Regions from separate parts of the Mus musculus genome. Here region 1 is linked to region 2. Evidence: chromatin contacts called from public HiChIP or PLAC-seq data. All regions are on one chromosome and are shown on one strand. Each heading gives the region's core, a stretch centred on a gene start, on an enhancer-like site or on the middle of the called end of the contact. The rest is flanking DNA. Distances are from core to core; before and after follow the strand shown. Region 1 overlaps Susd6 (sushi domain containing 6). Region 2 holds the start of Ccdc177 (coiled-coil domain containing 177).

The links. HiChIP or PLAC-seq counts read pairs in DNA pulled down with a chosen protein or histone mark.
Region 1: an H3K27ac HiChIP or PLAC-seq map of embryonic stem cells shows a contact between it and region 2, with 6 read pairs. The contact joins the enhancer-like site here to the promoter of Ccdc177 in region 2. A contact is called at or near these places in 1 of 39 promoter capture datasets (macrophages), 1 of 15 datasets of contacts at CTCF or cohesin (the NIH/3T3 cell line), 3 of 484 Hi-C or Micro-C datasets (CD8 central memory T cells, liver and natural killer cells), 10 of 115 datasets of contacts at active chromatin or transcription factors (the HPC-7 cell line, bone marrow-derived macrophages, embryonic fibroblasts and 4 more) and 4 of 9 other capture datasets (adipose tissue, bone marrow-derived macrophages, embryonic stem cells and 1 more).

What each region holds. Positions count from the first base shown.
Region 1 is chr12:80,837,756-80,840,943 of GRCm38.p6, reverse strand. All of the region lies in intron 2 of Susd6 (sushi domain containing 6), which reads right to left. Among named protein-coding and RNA genes, the nearest start is that of Susd6, 49 kb to the right of the region's middle. Within about 2 kb of position 1,738, at least 28 of the 459 cell types and tissues checked have an H3K27ac peak or open chromatin away from gene starts, as enhancers often do. A contact at or near this core is called in bone marrow-derived macrophages, embryonic stem cells and macrophages, where this site is marked.
Region 2 is chr12:80,759,194-80,762,527 of GRCm38.p6, reverse strand. Ccdc177 (coiled-coil domain containing 177) reads left to right here and starts at 1,813. Exons shown (of 2, transcript NM_001008423.2): 1 at 1,813-2,131; 2 at 3,002-3,334. The coding sequence starts at 3,030.

The sequences.
Region 1 (3,188 bases), core at 489-2,988, 78 kb before region 2:
GAAAGACCCCATCTCAAAAAAGACAAGTCAATAACAATAAAAGAAGACACTCAGAGTTACCCAACCGTCTGGCCTCCACAAGCATATGTGCACACAAACACATGCACCATTCTACACCCCAAAGCAACCTGACAAGCTCTGACAAAGGACACACAGCAGATGTTACACTACTTTCTATCCTTCCAAGGTCCCCACCACCTGGCTGTGGTCTGCCACCCTAAGGTTCCATACTGTAACAGTGATGACATCTGCAACATTTAATCTGTCACCACCCTACCTGGTGTGTATAGTACCATTCCAATATTATAGACTCAACCACTGGGGACAGAGTTTGAAAATCTAGCTCAAAATAACACTCCATGTTCATGACTGAACTATGATTTATTTATACAAGCCAGCCTGACTGAAAAGGCATGTTAAACCTCCCTATGCCTTCCTGCCTTTTCTGCCTACTAACTCCTGTTTGCCTCCAGGTCTCTCCCCCAAAAAAAGTCTCACACTGACTATCCCAATCTTTTCAGAAGACCTTTTTATGTGTATTCCAGTGTAGGGCTTGAGTCCTTCACCAGAGCAGATGTCACATGGAACTACCATAGTTCAGAGTAGTGCCAAAGCCTAGCCATGTACTCGTTACATTCTTGTAATCAGAGTGCTATACCACAGCCCCACCTGAATCTCAGGGCAGGTACTGTTCCTGGTACCATTGATGATCTCATACGCTGCCAAGTGACAGCTTCCATCACAAACCAGCTCAGTATCTGGCTCCCAGAAAGCCCTCCATGCCATTACTCTTGCTGCATCCCTTCCTGCTTACCTTCTGTCAACACAAACTTGCTAAATAATGGACTTGATGCTGATTATGAAAATACTAAACCCAACTGTTTCACAGCAAAAACCCTGGAAAGTCTGGGTCTCTACTAGTCATTTGTTGCCATGACAGAATATCTAACAAAGGCAACATAAAGAAACGATTTCTTTGGGTTCACACACTGAGGGAAGAGTCCACTGTGGCTGTTGGCAAGAATGTGAAGCTGCTTATACTGCATCTAGGCAGTTGCAGAAACAGTCACATCAGGCAGCTAGTCAGAAGCAGAGAGCCGTGAGCCATGCTGCTCAGTTAGTTTCCTTTCTCCTTTTTTTTTTTTTTTTTCAGTTTGGGGAACCTCAGCCTTACAAAATGGTGCTACTCTCATTTAGGTCAAGTCTTCCCACCTCAACTAACCCAATGTAGAAAACCCCTCATAAATACATCCAGGTAATTCCATGGTGATTCTAAATCCTACCAAGTAACTAATCATCACATGGTCATTAGAGTTTGGAGCACGTTTTTTAGGATTTTAATACAATGCATTATAATCTTCAAAACAAAGAGTTCCAGTTTTCCAAGGCCACAATCTGGATGACTTTTTCAAATCAAAGACAGCCAGGCAATAGACTTCTATTCCTGGGGAAAATGCTGACATTCCCCTAAGGAAAAGGACCAGGACTAAAGACTCTTGTTAATTCCACTTATGTACATACAACAAAGCCTATTTTCCTTCCTTAAAAATTAATAGATTGTTTTTCTACTGTTGAGATAAATACCATGAACATAAACAATGCATGGAAGAGTTATGCATGGAAGAGCTTATGGTTCCAGAGGGAAGGTACTAAGTAGCAGGCATGGCAGAAGGAGTAGGAAGCTGAGAGATCACATGGTTTATCACAAGCACATAGCAGAGAAAAGGCAAACTGGAAGAATGGTGAGGAAGAACTCTCATAGCATGTACCACCGCAGTAATGTACTTCCTCTAGCAAGACTGCACCACTTAAACCTCCTTTAACCAAGTAGGAACTAAGTGTTCAAATACCCAAGTCTATGTGTAACATTCCTCATTCAAACCCATAACTGGTAAGGGTCGGATGGATCCTCTAAAGAGGTGACTGAACTGGATCTTGCATGATAAAGGGAAGTGTGGGAGGGTGAGAAAGCAGGTGGGATTCTAGCCACAGGAAGAATAAAATGAGAATAGGCTTGAAGATGCTAATCTTCAAGCAAAAAGGAATAAAGATGGCCTTTAGCCTTGACCTTTAGGGACAAAGGCTAGGTGGCCAGAAGAAGAGGAGGCTATGGATAAAGTATAAAGTCAAACCCATTCAAACAACACTACTCCAGCCTAAGGGAGAGTTTAGAAATGCCATGGTTTTCATTTACATTCTTCTACTGATCTCTCCCCTCCACTCTAGTCTTCCTTCTCCCTGTTCATTTTCCTTTTTCTCCTCTCTCCTCCCCTCCTTCCCTTTACTCCAAATCTAAAGGGTCCCACTTTGGGCCACCAGATCCCTGCCCAGGCTGGAAATCAGCCCATTCTACAATGGATTCTGGGATCTGACTAGGTCCTCTCTTTTCCTCTCCACCCACATTCCTGCAGTCTGAAAATACTTTCATATGCTTCTTAACTTCCTCACCATAAAGATGGGGACAAAGATCTCACCAGAAACTATAAATCAGCAGGGAGGTCCCCATGCTGCTACTACTTATGGGCCTTAGAATTAGTTCTGTCAGTCCTCCTACAGAGGACAACCCACAATGAAGTACCACCCAAATGGACTTTCCCCAGGACACCCTTAGGGTTATTATTGGCCTAGGTAAGCAAAGGAACAACATATAATTTTGTCCCTGCCTTCAATGAGATTAAGGGCAAATGCATATACAACCAAAAGAAAAAAGAACTAAAGACTGAGAAACTTAAGTATAAACAACCTCAAAAAGCCAGAAAGCTCAGAAAAAAAGTCTCCTTTTAAGGATACAAAGCAGAGATCTACACTGCCTAAGAAAGTCTCTAGCTAACTTCTCAGTCCAGGAATTGGCAAGTTTGAGTAACTGTGCATAGCTGTCAATAAGTCTAAGTATATATACTTACTCAAAACATTACTACTGTAACCCAGCAGTAATGTGAACAACTTTAAAGGGAAGAGAGGCTTTTTCCCTATGACCCTAAATCTCTCTGCACCTATCCCCAAGCTTAGGAAATGTGGACAGGCTGCCATCAGAACCACTCAAAGTCGTCTGCAGGCAATAATCTCAGCTACAGTCTTGTGCTCTCAGCCATTCCTAAGTCAACAAGGCTGAACTGTCAGAACTCAAGCCAGTGACAACATATGTCCCACCCGCTCTGGAGGAGACGTGTGTCTGCTACACCTGAAGA
Region 2 (3,334 bases), core at 564-3,063:
TCTCTGTATAGCCCTGGCTGTCCTGGAACTCACTTTGTAGACCAGGCTGGCCTCGAACTCAGAAATCTGCCTGCCTCTACCTCCCCAGTGCTGGGATTAAAGGCGTGCGCTACCACACCTGGCTAATAAATAAATCTTGAAAGAAAGAAAGGAAGAAAGAAAGAAAGGAAGAAAGAGAGAGAGAGAAAGCGGAAGTCAGGGCAGGAACTCAAGGTAAGAAGACGAGAGGCTGCTGCTTACTGGCTTGCTCCTGAACGCTTACTCAGCCTGCTTTCTTACACACTCCAGAATCACCAGAGGTGAAACCACCCACAATGGGCAGGCACCCCCTCATCAATCGCTAATTAAGAAAATGCAAGTCTTGCCTTCAGAGTAGTCTGGGGGTGCATTTTCTCAGTTGAGGTCACCTCTTCTTAAATGACTCTAGCATGTGTCAAGTGGACAGAAAACTAGCCATCACAGGGACCTTACATAGATGGTGACATCCTCGATCTAGTTCCAGTCCAGACCTCTAGTATGACTTAACCAGCCACCTGTTGGATGGTCCTACTCTAATGACGGAGAGGGGCAACTGCCCATAACTGGCATTCCATACCAGCTAATCTTCCCTCCTGGATCCACGCTTTCCGTGTCTGTCTGTCTGTCTGTCTGTCTGTCTGTCTGTCTCAGCATCCCACTGCTCCAGGCAGCCATCCTTGATCCCTCACTTCACACACTAGAGCCAAGCTTTGAGTGTGGTTCCTTCCACTGTATTTACAAACCCCCACCTTCCTCCTTTCCTACCACCGCTCCCTTTCTGGTTCCAACATTCCCTGTGCTGGGTACCTGCAGTGCCTCCCCAACTGCTTCCTTAGTCTCTTGGGCCTTGCCCTGTTGTTGCTAGAGTTATGTTCCTAAAAAGTCTATCTGCGGCATTATTTCCTTGTTCAAAACCTTCCCTTTCCAAAACAAAACAAAACAAAACAAAACAAAACAAAACAAAAACTTTACTTTCCCCTCATGGTTTCCTTTGTTTGCTTGTTTAGTTTCTCTGTGTAGCCCTGGCTGTCCTGGAACTCTGTAGCTCAGGCTGGTCTTGAACTCACAGAGCTCCACCTGCCTCTGCCTCCTGAGTGCTGGGATCAAAGGCGGGCATCACCACCAACCAGCCCTTCGGATTCTTTAGCATCATAGTTCACCACACTCTCTAATGCTACACCTCCCCCCCCCCCCCATTCCTTGGAGGATTCTAATCTGGGATGTCTTTGGCCACTACCACTCACGATGGAAGGGTAGGATGAGGTGTCATCAAAAAGCACTCATTACATGGCATCGATCAGGATCAGTCTCATCGTATGAAACTAGCGACTCGGAAGCAGCATCCGCTGGTCACTTGTGTTCTGCCGCCTGAACCCGTGTGTTTTTGTCGACTGTTTTTAGTTATTTAGGTGAGCAAACAAGGTAATGGCAATTTCATAATGTGGCATCATTCTTTGTTCTCATTCGTTCTCCCATCTTAGCTTTCCTTAAATAAATAAAAATCACTATTTGGACCAGGTGCCCTCTTTCTACCCAATTACTTGCTGACTTGTTGGTCTGCTTAAGATCCCTTTGAGAAATATACTGATTCCTTCATTGTACCCGCCTAAGGTGCCCAAAGACTAGATTTCTGGTGATAACTGCTATGTCCACATCTCTCTGTATTACGTATGTATGCATGCATTCATTTATATGCATACATGTGTAGTTACTGTATTTTTAATTGCTTTGTCGTCCTCTAAGCAAAGAAATGAATACCCTTAAGTGGCCACCAGGAGGCGCCAGGAGCAGCGAGAGACCTGCGGTACCTTGGCGGTAGAGGTGGAGATGGATGCAGAGGCGAGGGAAGAACCCAGCTTCCTTTTTTAAGAATCAGTTGTGAGCAAGGGAGCAGAGCTACGTTATTTTAGGGAGACTTTGTCGCACTCCCCCTCCCCCGGGTAGGTAGCGTCTGGGATGTGTGCTCCCAGTTCGTAGTCTCCCATGGAGAGACGCTGGCTGCTGCAGCCGGCAGTAACCCGACCCCGCCGGCGCAGGGACTGAAGAGGCGCCGGGGAGAGCAGCGAGAGGCGAACAAAAGCCCTCGGCAAGGGGGCCGGAGCCCGGACCTGGGGTAAGTGAACCCGCTCGGAGACCTAGCAGCTCCCAGAATGGAGCGGCAGGGTTTACGGCGCTCTAAGAGCCCACTCCCCTGAGATGCGGTGCGGAAACTGGTGAGCATCAGCGGCTGATGTCTGAGTCCACCATACTGGGGTTGATGGTACCTTTAACTACACATTCGGCCTTGGAGATCGGGTGCATCTGGGAGGATTCAGGTGCCTTGTGCATCTTGAGCAAACACCGGGTGGGGGCTGGAGGAAGAGGAAGGCAGAGAGCTCCCAGCAAGCCCCGCTGGAGAGGCTGGAGAAAGAATCCATCACTCCACTCGGAGAAGCCTTTGGAGACTCTTTTCAGCCCTTCCATCTCCCGGGGGCCCTGCGCTCCGGGTCCTTTTGGTAGAGAGAAATCAACCATAAACTTCTTCCTAGGCAACTGGGGCCCTCGCAGCAATGCACTTTGGCATGCACAGGCCCCTTCCCCTTTTGTGTTCTTGCAAAGCTGCATCCCAGCAGCCCGCCTAAGCTACAAACAAATAGCTAATCCTCCGGGGAATCCTCCAGCGCCTCCCTCGCTGGCTGCAGCCTTCCTTGCACTTCAATCTTTGCAGGAAGGGGATGCAGCTAGTGGGCCTCACGCCAATGTGGTCTCCTGAAAGGCCCTGCATTCTAGGTCTGAGGGAGACTGAGGCTGCTGTCTAAGGCCCAGCGTCCCCCCACCGCAACTGCCCAGCCTGAGTTTTTGGGGCATCAGTTTTAGGATTTACGTTCCATCAGGCCCCTGAGCCTAATCTGAAATCGGATTAAGTTGGGAGGGGTAAATATGGCTGAGGAGGGAGGAACAGCTCACAGATCCTCTATGTCCCCCCGCCCCTCTGTCATCTCAGGGACTCCAACAAAGAACGAGGTTCAGCTATGGTGGACCCGGTGCCAGAAGAGGAGAAAGAGGGAGCGGAGCCCGGTGGCTCTGAAGGGGATGAGGCCACAGCGTCCGAGCCCCCCGATGCCCAGGGAGCCCAGCAGCCGGCTGCCTCCTCGGCCTCCGCCTCCGCGGCGGCGCCCCGTAAGGCTGAAGTCCCCTGCGGGGCAGAAGGTGGACGTCGGGAGCAGTCTCCGTTGCTGCACCTCGATCTCTTCAATTTCGCCTGCCCCGAGGCAGAGGGCAGCCGCTACGTCCTGACCAGCCCCCGCTCTCTGGAGGCCTGCGCCCGATGCGCGGT